5 separate regions of the Mus musculus genome follow, and regions 1, 2, 3 and 4 are each linked to region 5. A link is a contact called in public HiChIP or PLAC-seq and promoter capture Hi-C data. All regions are on one chromosome and are shown on one strand. Each heading gives the region's core, a stretch centred on a gene start, on an enhancer-like site or on the middle of the called end of the contact. The rest is flanking DNA. Distances are from core to core; before and after follow the strand shown.

What was found. Promoter capture Hi-C pulls out the DNA fragments that hold promoters and counts their contacts. HiChIP or PLAC-seq counts read pairs in DNA pulled down with a chosen protein or histone mark.
Region 1: an H3K27ac HiChIP or PLAC-seq map of T-cell acute lymphoblastic leukemia shows a contact between it and region 5, with 10 times the contacts expected there. The contact joins the enhancer-like site here to the promoter of Nsrp1 in region 5. A contact is called at or near these places in 3 of 39 promoter capture datasets (3T3-L1-derived adipocytes, hippocampal neurons and pre-B cells), 1 of 484 Hi-C or Micro-C datasets (embryonic stem cells), 3 of 115 datasets of contacts at active chromatin or transcription factors (T-cell acute lymphoblastic leukemia, embryonic limb bud and large pre-B cells) and 1 of 9 other capture datasets (macrophages).
Region 2: a promoter capture Hi-C map of embryonic stem cells shows a contact between it and region 5, with 2.7 times the contacts expected there. The contact joins the promoter of Sez6 here to the promoter of Nsrp1 in region 5. A contact is called at or near these places in 2 of 39 promoter capture datasets (embryonic stem cells and pre-B cells).
Region 3: a contact with region 5 is called in an H3K4me3 HiChIP or PLAC-seq map of bone marrow-derived macrophages, with 7 times the contacts expected there. The contact joins the promoter of Mrm3 here to the promoter of Nsrp1 in region 5.
Region 4: a contact with region 5 is called in an H3K4me3 HiChIP or PLAC-seq map of stem cell-derived neural progenitor cells, with 3 times the contacts expected there. The contact joins the enhancer-like site here to the promoter of Nsrp1 in region 5. A contact is called at or near these places in 6 of 39 promoter capture datasets (the 3T3-L1 cell line, the C10 cell line, embryonic stem cells and 3 more), 1 of 484 Hi-C or Micro-C datasets (natural killer cells), 11 of 115 datasets of contacts at active chromatin or transcription factors (bone marrow-derived macrophages, cardiomyocytes, embryonic basal ganglia and 6 more) and 1 of 9 other capture datasets (adipose tissue).

The regions. Positions count from the first base shown.
Region 1 is chr11:77,792,092-77,794,791 of GRCm38.p6, reverse strand. The region is part of intron 1 of Myo18a (myosin XVIIIA); the gene reads right to left. Among named protein-coding and RNA genes, the nearest start is that of Gm10277, 4.8 kb to the right of the region's middle. Within about 2 kb of position 1,346, at least 277 of the 459 cell types and tissues checked have an H3K27ac peak or open chromatin away from gene starts, as enhancers often do. A contact at or near this core is called in T-cell acute lymphoblastic leukemia, macrophages and pre-B cells, where this site is marked.
Region 2 is chr11:77,929,526-77,932,225 of GRCm38.p6, reverse strand. It overlaps Sez6 (seizure related gene 6), which reads right to left and starts at 1,387. Exons shown (of 17, transcript NM_021286.4): 1 at 1,112-1,387. The coding sequence starts at 1,166.
Region 3 is chr11:76,242,420-76,245,119 of GRCm38.p6, reverse strand. It overlaps Mrm3 (mitochondrial rRNA methyltransferase 3), which reads right to left and starts at 1,384. Exons shown (of 4, transcript NM_183263.5): 1 at 1,034-1,384; 2 at 597-841. The coding sequence starts at 1,347. It overlaps Glod4 (glyoxalase domain containing 4), which reads left to right and starts at 1,421. Exons shown (of 9, transcript NM_026029.3): 1 at 1,421-1,565. The coding sequence starts at 1,476.
Region 4 is chr11:77,629,079-77,631,778 of GRCm38.p6, reverse strand. No RefSeq gene overlaps it. Among named protein-coding and RNA genes, the nearest start is that of Taok1, 23 kb to the right of the region's middle. Within about 2 kb of position 1,253, at least 137 of the 459 cell types and tissues checked have an H3K27ac peak or open chromatin away from gene starts, as enhancers often do. A contact at or near this core is called in adipose tissue, bone marrow-derived macrophages, hippocampal neurons and 4 more, where this site is marked.
Region 5 is chr11:77,077,002-77,079,701 of GRCm38.p6, reverse strand. It overlaps Nsrp1 (nuclear speckle regulatory protein 1), which reads left to right and starts at 1,265. Exons shown (of 7, transcript NM_001012309.2): 1 at 1,265-1,323. The coding sequence starts at 1,304. Mir423 (microRNA 423) reads left to right here and starts at 1,530; the gene lies at 1,530-1,638.

The sequences.
Region 1 (2,700 bases), core at 97-2,596, 720 kb before region 5:
GAGCCACCATGTGGTTGCTGGGATTTGAACTCTGGACCTTCGGAAGAGCAGTCGGGTGCTCTTACCCACTGAGCCATCTCACCAGCCCACAAGTGCTGTTATTACACATAGTAGGTTTATCAGAAAATACATAGGGTGGAAACACTAAAACTGAGGTTCTCCTTAAAACTTTAAGGAGAGCATGTTCCCCTGCTCCAGCTGTCCCTCGTTCCTCCTGAAGATCTTGTAAATAAATATATATGTATATACATATATATGTGCATACACCACACACACACACACACACACACACACACACACACACACACACACACGTTTAGTTGGGCATGTTGGCCCACGACTTTAGTTCCTGCACTCAGGAGGCAGAGGCAGGTTCCAGGCCGGTCTGGTCTACAGAGTGAGTTCCAGACCAGGCAGAGATACACAGTGAGTCCCTGTCTTTAAACAAATAAATAGCATTTGTGTGTGTGTGTGTGTGTGTGCTCAGTCCATCAGGCTGAGATGGCTCAGTGGGTAAAGGTACTTGCCACCACGTTGGACAATCTGAGTTTGATCCCAGAATCCACAAGACGGAGAGAAGCGAATCCACAAACTCTCATTCATGTGTGCTGTAGCATGTTCATGCTTAACACACACATACAAATAACAGTAAGTAAATGTGAAAGAGTCTATAGGGTTGCAACACGGCTCAGCAGTTAGGAACGCTGACTGCTCCTCCAGAGGACCCAGGTTCAATTCTCAGCATCCACATGGTAGTTCACAACCATCTTTAACTCCAGTTCCATGGGATCTGGTGCCCTCACACAGACATACATGCAAGTAAAATACCAATGCACATAAAATAAAAATAGTTACAAAAAGAATCTACTGACACTCTTTTCATAAATGAGTACCAACGACATGTTTGTATTACTAATTTACAGTACCTAATAAAACAAATGGAACTTGTTGTTTAGGGAAGTTTAGGGAGCCCTGTTTCAAGCACTCAGCCCTAAGGACTTGGGAGAGACCACAGAACTTCTGCTTCCTGGGTAGGGGAGCGCCAGCCACCAATCGTGACAGGTGCACCCCATCAGAGGACGGCTGAGGTTCCTCAACAGCAGCTTTAAACACAGCATTTACAGAAAACGCTTTAGCAGGGGTGTCTCCATATTTTAATGACACTAAGTGATCAAGAGATACTGAAAGGGAAGCAGCCAAACTCCTTAAAGAAGCCGAGAGATGACCTCAAGAGGGTGAGGGCTGGTAAGTGGAAACCTGTACTGTCCGAAAAGTCCACACACGGGCAGCCGTAGTGGCCAAATCGGCCTCAGACCTGACTATCACTGCACTTCCTGTTCCGCCTAGCCGCCAGCGCATGGGTGGAGCCAGGTTCAGCGCATGCGCTAGGAACTCAAGAGCCACTCCGCCCTGCAGTGTCCCCAGATTTTCCGGCAGAGGGCAGCCTTCCCCTTCTCATGGACCTGCTGGCACAGCCAAGGCTGCAGATTTCACCTCTGGTGGACCCGCCCCCAGAAAGCGTCCTGGGGAGCTGAGGCTTCAGGGGGGCTGCAGCAGCAAGATGGCCTCTCACTTTACCCAGGAGAGAGATGGCAATGGAGGTGCAAAAATGCGCTGGGCGCCTATATTTTTTTTCATTACTAACTTATCCTTTGTACCTGAAATAGCACCAACACGTAGATGTTTACTAAGTGTTTACTGATGGAAAAGTGAATGAATGAATACCTGAGTTTATAGTTCAAAGATTTAAGCCACGTCTTGAGTTTTATAGTGGCGAGCGGCCTCAGACAAGCAGTAAGTGGAGTCAGTGGGCATAGGGAGGGCAGTCACAGATCTCTGTCCCAAAGACTCAAGGATCGGCCACTCCGGCCCTCCATTCCACCAGACTGCAGTTTTACACATCCAAAGGTTTGCTCAGAACCCTGTGTACGAGCGCACCATTTTTTTCTGCTCTACAAGAACAGGTGTCTACCCCCAAAAACTAAACCGTCAGATCCTGGATACATAGAAAGACTACCTGATTGGTGGCTCCGGGGGTACCGTTTCTCTTTGGGGATTCTCAGTCCCTGGGGATTTCCTCTGGCTCTGGGGATTTCCAAACTGCCTCTGCCTTTCCAATTTTCCACAAGGCCCAAAGCCCAGGACCTGTCTTGACGGTTTCACCAGGCTCTGCCTCAAATCTCAGGGAGACTTGGGTCTGAGTCTACTAATTACACCGCATTCACTATATTCACATCCCATCCTGTCTGGCTGACATTCGAGAACAAGCACAATGAAGCACTGTGTTCTTTTCATATAAACGACCGCTTTTCTCTATTTCCACAGAAGAATAAAGGAAAACCAGCTTAAGGGCTGGCCACACTGATTTAATAAAGCCCAAGGAAGGTCTTCCAGGGTGTGAAAGCTGGCATCCTCATTCTTAAAGGCAGAGAGGCTCCTTCAGGCACTCTCAGGTTCCCCTAAACAGAGGCGGGGGGTAGGGGGGCACACAGATCCTGTATTTGAAGATCTGTGTGCTCACTTCTTGAGGACCTTCCTGGGCCTGTTTCTAGAACCCTTTGAAGTAACAACAAAGCCAGCCCAGTCCCCACAGAAGCAGGAAGAGGTTTCTGCTTTGCCTACCTGGTCTCCGCCCCCACCCCCACGTGCAGAGCCCGCCAAACCCACTGGGCTTGTGAGCACCTGTGTGTTACCAAGCTG
Region 2 (2,700 bases), core at 138-2,637, 850 kb before region 5:
TCTCCCTCCCTCCCTCCTTGACAGCAGACGCTAGGAACCATAACCATATGGCGAGGGACTTTGAGTCCCAAGTCAAAAGTGCAGTTTCGCGGACCCCAGCAGGCGATTAGTAAAAGCGGAGAATGACCTAAGCATTTGAAGACTCCCGAGACCACTTGCTTCAGACCCTTCCTGCTTCCCATTCATCTTTCCTCCAAACTCCCTTGGTGCTAACTCCGAGGCCAAGCGTTTCTTGACCGAGATCAATGAAGTTAGGACTTGACTCGGCGTCCGGGGCTGGGACAAACGGTGAGTTCCGCTAACTAGTCTGCGGCTCCGAGGTCGATAGAACCCGGCAGGAAGGCAGAGCCGAAGAGAAGCAGCGCTCCGTGCATGTGCGTGTGTGCATGTGTGTGTCTGTGTGCAAGAAAAGAATTTCAGGGAGGGCAGCCAGTCCCAGGACCTCAGTTGCTGCAACCCAGAGAAGAGCGAGGGGCTGGGCAGTGGGCTCTCAGGGTCCCCGGATATGTTTCCCCAGAATTGTGTTCTAGGTTCCAATCCTGACTTGACAGCGTCAAGGCAGAGGTAGGTGAGAGATGTCCCAGTCCCGGGTCCGGCCACCACCCGACCCAGTTCCTCTGCAGTGAGGATACGAGGGACCCAGAATAAGCGGCAAAGTCGAGCGAAGTTTGGAGACCAGCGGGGTAGGCAGAACGGCGGGCTGGTAGCTGGGCTGTCCGGACTCTGCACCCGCGACCTGCCGCCCCCCCCGCAACGCGCCCGGGCGCCCCTAGACGCCTGGAGTGGAGCGAGGGAGCGCGCGGGAGAGCGCGTGTGTGCGGGGAGGGGGTGGCGTGATGAATTGCAGCAGAGAAATCCCATTAGATCCGGGGAGATGATTAAAGGCGAGGTCTCGGCCGGGCGCGAATGGCGGGAGCCGCGGCGGCTTCCCGCCCGTAGAGCCCGCGCCCCGCCCGGCTGGGTCGGCGCCGGGGACAGCGCAGCCGGCGGGACGTGGTGCTTGGGAGGAACAACAGGACGCACGGAGCAAGGCGCCGGGATGGTCTTGCTTTCCTACCCCTGGGAGTCCGCGCCCGCCCCCGTCCTGTGGCCGGACGCCCGGGTCCCTTACCGTGAGCCAGGAGCGCCAGCAGCGAGGGCAGGAGCAGCAGGGCTGCTGGGCGCATGGTGCTGCTTGCGGCCGCGCCCCGGGTCGGGGCCGCGGTAGGGGAACTGGGGACTGGGAGAGGCGTGGGCGCGGGGGGCAGAGCCGGTCCCGGGGAGAGCAGCGGGGCCGCCGCCGCCGCCGCCAGCGCCTGACAGAATCAGCACCACGGCCAGCGCCTGGCGTCGGCGCCCGGGATCGCCGCGCGGGGCTGGGGGCGGGGGCGCAGGAGGAGCGGCTTACCGTAAAGTCTCAAGCAAAGGCGCAGAAGACCCAGCGGCAAGAGAACAGGCTTTCGAGCCCTGGGGAAAGGACTGCCCTGCTAATGTGGCACACAGCCCCCGCCTTCCCGAGCTGCCCACGCCCAGCCAAGCTTGCCACCCTCTCCCGGGTTTGTAGCTTACCAAGGTGTCAGGTTCTAATCGGATTCTCCATTAAAGAGAACACCCCCTCCTCACCTCTCTCTCCACCCCACCTTGGTACCTGACAGCTACAAGGGTGATCTGGAAAGATGCACATCAGTGAGGCAGCTGGTGAGGCCCGCCTGCCCTTGTGGCAGCTCCATCCTGGGCCGATAATGAAGACGGCTTTTGAACGTACAAAGGACAATAAATTATTACTTTGCGCTCAATAAATGCCAGGGCTCCAGGCAGCTGCATCAGCAGCAAACTGTGCTCACAGAAAAGCTTAATTATCCTGATATTATAGTTAAAAGCCAGTGGCACTTGTGTCCTGGGGAGACATTCTCCACTTGGTAGGGGGCAACCTGGGTCAAGCTGTGGGGTGCTGAAGGCAGCACCCTGGGTCCCCATGTAGCCATGGGGTTCCAGACCTTGCTTCCTCTATTTCCTCTGTAGAACAAGAATAGCCACAGGAACACAGATCTTTTATGCCAATACCAGCTTCGGTCTTGGAACTGACGAAGAAAATGGGATAAGCATGAATATCAGGGGTCTTTATGACTGTTTTAGTTTTAAATTTTCATTTTTTTTTTTACCAGGACCTGGCACATGATTCCATACTTGATAGATAGGGAGGGGCTCTACCACTGAGCTACACCTTCAACCCACCAGGTGTAGCTGATTGTTTCAGATGGAGGAAAACTTGAAGAAGGGGCAGTAACCCCAGAGTAGTTGGAATAGTCAATAGCACAGAAAAATAAGATCCCATGACTTTGTGACCTGAGGAACCCCAGTAAGCCATGGGCCAATAACAGGCTAGCCATAGCTGTGCAGAACTAGAGGCTATTATTCAGACCCAAGGGACATGGTTAGGCTTGTTACTGAATTTCAGTGGACTCAACAGGACACAACCACGTGGCTGATGTTAATATCTGTAGAGGAAGAAGGAGGCCCTCAAAGGGCAGCTTAATGTTGAGTTCTTTCCATGTGAACGTGGGTCAAACCCCAACAATTTGTCCACAGCACTTCCCCCATCTCATCCTGGAAGCAAGTGACTTCTGCCCTAAGTTTCATTCCTAGGAGAGTCTTTCGGTCCTTACAGTCTTCCAGCTTTGCTCCTTTGATGCTCTGTAGATCCTTTTGTGGGCTCTGGGG
Region 3 (2,700 bases), core at 135-2,634, 830 kb after region 5:
CTCACATTGTCTTCTAACCCATGCACGTATACACACAAAATAAAGTTTTGTTTTGAGATAGGGCTTCAATGTTTGCTCTGGCTGTCATGGAACTCACTTTGTAGACCAGGCTGACCTCAAACTCAGAAATCTGCCTGCCTCTGCCTTCCAAATTCTGGAATTTTAAAGGCTTGCATTACTCCTGGCTCATAAAATGTTTTTAACATTCCATAAAACAAACAAACAAACAACAACTGGGCTTTTTTTTTTTTTTTCATGCCTCCTCAGCAGGAAGGAGGTGCAAACAGGAATGTCAGGGGTCGAAGCTATCCATAGCTACATACAGAATGTGAAGCCTGCCTGAACTACAATTGTCAAAAACAAGCAAAAGCCCCACAATTAAGTATGAATGAGAAATTGGTTCAGTTGCCAGTAAAATACCATCAAAACATAGAGGCCTGAGAAGTCCTATTTCTTTTTAGACGTTAGTCAATAAAAATTTAAACTTGATTTAAATAAAATTCGTTACCTTAAGACAAGTATGAACAAGAAAGTCTAGGATACTACACTTGTATGAAATAGAAATCCCAGATATTGGCACACTGTATATCACTGACCCATTATTCCTTGTGGCGTTACTAGGTCTGACCAATCCTTGATGTCCTCAAATTTCACCTTAATGAGGCTGACGTCTTTCAGCTTGTCTACCGGCAACTCCTTGACGTACTCCAGACGGCTAAAAAAGAACGCTTTGGGCACAGCTCCAGCCTTGAGAGCATCTGCAATCAGCCTGCGACCTTCCAGTAGGATCTTCCCTTGCTTTTCCCGAAAAGGCCTGGACTTAACTATTGTCATCACACTGCTGTGGGTGCAAACAGAGAGGGGATGATTATCAACGCTCTTGGCATGGAGGGATACATGAAGTTCTAACAGACACGCACAAGCCTCAAAAGACGACATTTATTTTGCACCGTCGAAACAGTAAGAGCCAGAAGCTTCACAGTGAAGCAAGAAAAGAAACGGGAGCAGATGACAAGTCTCAAAAACATATCACCTTAGCCTCCTGTCCCCGGGAAAGGCCTTATCGTAGCGAAGCCCTGCCTCTTCCCAGGTGTGAGGGGTCTGGGATGGGGATGTCTCAAGAGGCTGTTTCTGTCGCTGTCCCTGGGAACTGGCCTTAGGGACCGCCTTGCGAGGCTGCTGGTCAGGAGCGCGCTTCCGTTCCTCCACCTGTCCCGAGGGAGACAACACTCTCACCGGGCTACGCCGCAGCGCCCGGACCCAGCGCCGAGCGTTGAGGTCCCGAGTCTGGACCACCCGCAGCAATGATCCCAGGGAGCACCACATGCCCTTCGCCGGCGCTGCCATCTTTCCCCTGGCGCGCGCTACCTCACCCGAGCGCGCGGTCGAGTGTTAGTGACGTCACCCGACGATCCTTCCCGGTTTGGTGGGCGGGGTGTCCCTCTGCCTGGAACTCGGTTTTCGTGTTGGGAGCCATGGCCACTCGTCGAGCTCTGCACTTCGTTTTCAAAGTGAAGAACCGCTTCCAGACAGTGCATTTCTTTCGAGATGTCCTGGGGATGCAGGTGCAGACCGGGACCGAGCGGGGCTAGCGCGAGACCCCGATGGGCGGCCGGGCCGCACCAGGGGAGGGAAGACGCCGTGGGCGCGCGGCCACCCCAGCCGCCAGGCCCTAGACTCCGCGTTGCCACGCCGGTGTTTTCAGCTTTTGCGAGCCCCCCTCTTTCGGGTTGGGAAGCCTTTGAAAGGGGACTCACCTACCAGCTGTGTTGTCTACGCACGTTCACCTACAGCCCTTCTCAAATATTTTTTACACTCCTGGCTTGGGGAGCCTGCTGTCTATAGTGAAGGAGCGTTGATAGGCAAAACGTTATTTTAAAAAGCCCCTTCCAGTTCACGACAGAGCGGTCTCCTGGTTTGAAAGGTTTGGGTGTGATCAGCAAATTTCGGCTTCCATCAGAGCTGCGGATTTGAAATTTAGGCTCTGGGAGGGGGACCCATGGCTTTGCGCATGCTAAACAAGCACTCCGCCATCGGATTCCGCGAACAAGCCCTGTCCGAGCAAGTTTGAACGGTCTCTTTCGTAGGTGCTCATGATCTGTGGCTCTGTTCTAAACAGCCCAGATGTAAGTATGAGGTCAGAATCAAGTCGCCTTCCTAGTACCTGGAAACAGTCTGAGAAGCTGTGATTCTAAGGGGGTCACTTAGCTGAAAGTGTAGCGGAAAGGTTTATTGAGCTCTTTGGTAAGCCAGGGAGGTAGGAGCACACCAGTGCAGAATTTATTTATTTATTTTTAACAGACTTGTAGCAGTCCAAGTCTAGCTGGGTGTAGAGATGGTACAGGAGGTAAGGACTGTAAAGGAAGTTGCACAAATCAGTCAACACAGGTTAGTCATAAAAATATCTGCTGTGTAGGGGCTGGAGACATGGCTCAACTTTTAAGAATGATTGCTCTTCTTCCAGAGGGTGTAAGATGGGTTCCAGGTGTTGGATGGCTCACAACCATCTGTAACTACAACTCCCAGGGAATCTGACCTGTGGCAGGCAGGCAGATAGACACACACACACACACACACACACACTCCTGGTGTTTGAAGGTACCATGGTAAGGTTAGGTATAGACTAAATGACTCTGGCATTTGTTCCCAATTAGAGCACATGATGTAGGAAATATTAGATTTATACCTACCAGTCAGAGT
Region 4 (2,700 bases), core at 4-2,503, 550 kb before region 5:
AGACACACCAGAAGAGAGGGTCAGATCTCATTAAGGATGGTCGTGGGCTACCATGTGGTTGCTGGGATTTGAACTCAGGACCTTTGGAAGAGCAGTCAGTGCTCTTAACCTCTGAGCCATCTCTCCAGCCCCAACAACTGGGGTTTTTGAGGAGAGATCCTGATTTTTTTCCCAGTCAACATTTCCTTCTTTAAATTTATTCTACTTATTATTAGCATTTTTGTGGTACAAGCACATGCCTCAGTTTGCAGGTGAAGGCCAGAGGACTTTTAGGAGTCATTTCTGTTTGTCTGCTATGGGTTCCAGGGATCCAGCTAAGGCAGTCAACTTACATGGCTCTTTACCCCTGAGCCGTCTTGCCAGCTCTGACATGAGTGGATTGTTCTACTTCTACCATCAGCATAGTTCTGTCTTAGAGACACAGGGACTTTGGACAAAGGACTGAGGGTAAAGGTATGGGGAAGAGAATTCTTTTCAAATGAAACAGGGAAAATGCTTTGGCAGGCCTGCCCTTCTTGAAGCTGCTGTGAGCATGTTGCTCATACCCGTGCAATGTCAGTAATGAAGAATTCGCTGTGCATCTGTGTCTGGGAGGGGGCAGCTCCTGCGATTATGTGAAAAGTTTAAAGATTTTTATTTATTTTTACTTCATGAGTGTATAAAAAGATGTATGCCTGCTGTCTTCGGAGGTCAGAAGAAAGAATTCAGTGTTCTGCAACTAGAGTAACAGCTGGTTGTGGGACCAGGTACTTACTCGGAACAAAACCCAGGTCCTCCGCAAAAGCAGAAAGCGTTCTTTACCTCTGAGCCATCTATCCAGACTGACTCTTTGTTGTGTTTTGTTTTGTTTTGGTGTTGTTGTTGTTTTTTGTTTTTCGAGACAGGGTTTCTCTGTGTAGCCTTGGCTGTCCTGGAACTCACTCTGTAGACCAGGCTGGCCTCGAACTCAGAAATTCGCCTGCCTCTGCCTCCTGAGTGCTGGGATTAAAGGCGTGCACCACCACGCCCGGTTTAGACTCCACTCTTGATTTCTATTTCTCCAAATTCATTCTTTAGATTTGAGCCTAGGAGAGCACTATCCTTTTACAACTCAGATGTAGAAAGGCAGGTGTCAGCCACTAAAACCACCAAGTTGTAAGAACTTTCTGAGAGGAAATGGTTCCAAGAAAAATGTGCACTTCACTACAGTACCACCTGGTGGCAGCAGACCCATCCTTTGCTGACTGCTCATGGCCGCCGGTTGAGAAAAATCTGCCTAGTCCGTGAATGGAAAAGCAGCCAAGACAGTGAAGGTGGGGAGGGGAGGTATGGTGGAGTGCGGTGAGGTGGGAGTGGGGGTGAGTGTGAGAAACCAGGTGGTGAGTGTATGTTCAGGAGCTGCGGGAGATCCTGAAACGAATGTGAGGTCTCAGCTGAGAGTCTTTCTGAGAGAAACAGGAGTTACTGACATTCAGAGCAAATCAGTTGGTGTACAGTTGCGCGAGGTGACTTAGGTCAGTTATCCCCTTACCTAGGAGGCAGAGAGGCAGAAGGATAGGGAGTTCAGGGTTAGCCTTGGATACATATGGCTTTGGAGGTCAGCTTTGACTAAACGAGAAACAGTGTCTCAAACAAACAAACAAACAGTGTTAGGAAGATGGTTCTGCTGGTACTTGCCTCCAAGCCTGATCCCTAGGACCACATGATGGAAAGAGAACCAACTCTTCCACGTTGTCATATGACCTACACACACACACACACACACACACACACACACACACACACACACACACACACACACACACTAAATAAATAAGTAAATAAGTAAATAAATGTAAAAATAGCTGATTGGTAAGTTGAGTGTGAGGAAAGCAGGCATCATCTCTTTCCTGAGATCAGAAGAAGGTATCTAGACTGGAGCTCCAGATGGTTGTGAACGACCATTTAGGTGCTGGGAACTGCTGAGCATCTCTGCAGCCCCTTTACCTCAATTTTTAAAAAAGACAAAGCAGCAAACAAAATCCTTTCCCAGTGGTGGTTACTGAAATAACTGTTTTCCTTCTTACCACTAGAGGGCAGAATATGAAAAGAAGACTTGGGCAGTGTCACTCTCCCAAACAGGCTAAATAGCCCTGGAGGAATTCTAAGTGTTAAAGAGGAGTAAGACTTGAATTTGCTAACAAATATATCTATCTGTCCAAGATATTTCTGGCTCATACATTTCCATTAACTTCTTAAAGGCTCCAGAGTAAAACCTGAGCTAATGAGAATGGCATACAAGACTCTTCCCCATTTGTCCTTGGTCTTCCCTCCTAATTTTATCCTTTTACTCTCTGCTCCGGAAGTAAGATAGTGGAAAAGCTGGGCGTTGGGGCCAGCCAATCAGAAGCCAGAGAACCATCCCACTCTGTGACAGTGTATTCATCTGTAGTTCCTATCTAGTCTATATCTTAGTAAGGCTGCGCCACCACTGCCCAGCTTTCCATAGCTTTGTTTGTTTGTTTGGTTGGTTGGTTGGTTTTTTGTTTGTTTGTTTTTGTTTTTATGAGACAGGGTTTCTCTGTGTAGCCCTGGCTGTCCTGGCACTCACTTTGTAGGCCAGGCTGGCCTCGAACTCAGAAATCTGCCTGCCTCTACCTGGCGAGTGCTGGGATTAAAGGCGTGTGTCACCACCGCCTGGCCATAGCTTTTAAAATAAATATCCTGCTATTCATAAAATGT
Region 5 (2,700 bases), core at 16-2,515:
GGCATGTACATGGATAACTGATGTCCTGGTTGGCAAGTTAAGACATGAATGTTAGGCAAGTCCTCTGCCACAGTTGAATACCTCAACTAATGAGAACAGGATAAGTGTACAAAAAAAAAAAATGCTTCTGATGAAATTGCCTAACTCTAAATCCTGATTGGTGGAGTAACTTGGCACAGATGTTTGTGGATTTTAGGCTTAAAAGCCCTATAGGATCTTAACTCAATGCCACAGTCAGCTCCTGAGTTTGGTCTGTGGACCTGATTTTTCAGTCTTGGGGTGTGATATTTAATCTCTATTAGACTGAGATTGGTGTCTGAGTGGTTTGTACGGTAATTCCCAGACACCAACACTAGTTCTAATTTTTTTGTTGTTGTTTTTGTTTTTTGAGACAGGGTTTTTCTGTGTAGCCCTGGCTATCCTGGAACTCATTTTTAGACCAGGCTGGCCTCGAACTCAGAAATCTGCCTGCCTCTGCCTCCCAAGTGCTGGGATTAAAGGCATGCGCCACCACGCCCGGCTTTTTAAAAAAAATTTTTATTTTTATTTTTTTGGTTTTTCGAGACAGGGTTTCTCTGTATAGCCCTGGCTGCCAACACTAGTTCTAAATGGTGGATGCACAGATGAAATGTAGCCAGGTTTTGTCTTTTAAAATGGGGTGGCACACTTGTGATGAGTTACTGTCATTTAGAAGGCTGAGGCAAAAGGATATTCTGGACTATAGAGCAAGATGGTCTCAAACAACTGCACTGCTAATATCAGTTCTCGGCGAGGGTGCCTGCATTTCCAGCATTCCGAAAGCTGAGGCAGCAAGATCTTGAGTTCTAGGACAGTCAGGGTTATATTATATAGAAAGGCTTTATTTAAATAAAATAATCAGTTCACATTGAGGTTCTATGGCTTTTCGGTTTTTTTAGTCACTCAGAGCCAGCTACACTGAGCAGCAAAACAAAGCAATAGATGTGTAGGGAGCCGTTTTGAAACTCATTAAATTCAGATAATTGGGGCCCACTCCGACTCGGTCCGGATTCAGCAGGCGTCGCGGTTGGACGTGACTCTAACACTATCTCCAGTGACGAGGCTCGTCCCCGGAGCGCGGTCCACGAGCCTCTCTCTGGACTAGAACTTGGTCATCGCCTCCCCGCCCTGACTTTAAGACTCTGAGCCGAGCCGCATCCTAAGCAAGACACAGCGGTAGGCTCAGCGGCTAAGCGAGTACCGGAACCGGAAGTGCGCGTATACACGTCGGCGTCAGCGTCTCGTCACGTCCGCGTCGACCAGGTCCAGCGGAGACGGGAACAAGATGGCGATCCCGGGCAGGCAGTGAGTGATGGGGAAGTTAGGGTCCGGCTGGGGAGTAAGAAGCCAGGGAGACTGAGTCTTTAGGCCGAGGCGTCTGAGGTCGCCGGAAGTGCAGGGCCACCCCCGCCCCGGTTAAAGGCGGGAGAAGGCGAGGAATTCCGAGCCACTTAGGTTCCCCACCCCCCGTCCGGTACATTTTTCCAGGTTGCAAGCCCGAAGTTTGAGAAACTTGTGAGGAAATAAAGGAAGTTAGGCTGAGGGGCAGAGAGCGAGACTTTTCTATTTTCCAAAAGCTCGGTCTGAGGCCCCTCAGTCTTGCTTCCTACCCCGCGCTTGAGTTTCTCCCGGTTGGATGCGCTCAGGGGCACCGAGAAGAGAAACTCCTGGTTGCCTTTGAGGGCCTCGTTCTCCCTGGCAGATGCTCAGGCAAGACCAGCCTCCCGCCCTCCCTCCTGGGGTTACGAGTGTGGTGCTGAGAAGCCACAGAAAAGAGTAGGCATATAGGAAACTGGTCTTCGCTGCCGGGAAAGACACAGATACGGTTTACCTGCCTGGAAATTTATTCTTGGGCGTGTAAACCTTGCAGTGCCAAGCATGTCCCGTGGCCTTTGCATTTTAAAGCCAAAACCTCGAGAAACGAAACGTATTAAATCTGGTGATGGCCAAACCCAGGCACTATTGCATGTGCCAGCAAGATTTTGCTGAAAGGACCCTGATATAGCTGTCTTGAGTGAGGCTATGCCAGTGCCTGGCAAATACAGAAGTGGATGCTCACAGTCACCTATAGGATGGACCACAGGGCCCCCAATGGAGGCGCTAGAGAAAGTACCCAAGGAGCTGAAGGGGTCTGCAACCCTATAGGTGGAACAACAATATGAACTAACCAGTACCCCACTGGAGCTCGTGTCTCTAGCTGCATATGTAGCAGAAGATAGCCTAGTCGGCCATCATTGGGAAGAGAGGCCCATTGGTTGTGCAAACTTTATATGCCCCAGTACAGGGGAACACCAGGGCCAAGAAGTGGGAGTGGGTGGGCGGGGGGGGGGGTATAGGGAACTTTTGGGATAGCATTTGAAATGTAAATAAAGAAAATATCTAGTTACAAAAAAAATGTGGTGATGGTTTTCAGAGGCGCTGAAGCAAAGCAAACGAGCCCAGTGGACGGATGGGAACTTGCCCCCATGGTGACTTGCTCGCAGACAAAAGCAATTGAGCCAAATAAGTGAATGGGGACTTGCCCGAATCTCTACGTGGGTTTCTTAGTCAATTTTTCAAGATCTTAGCTACTGTGTGGGAAAAAAATCAGAGGACAGTTTAGAACATTTTGGTTTTTAGCAAGTTTGCAAAAACCACTAGCCTGTTTAGGATTCCTGTCACTTCACTATCTAAAACATTGCT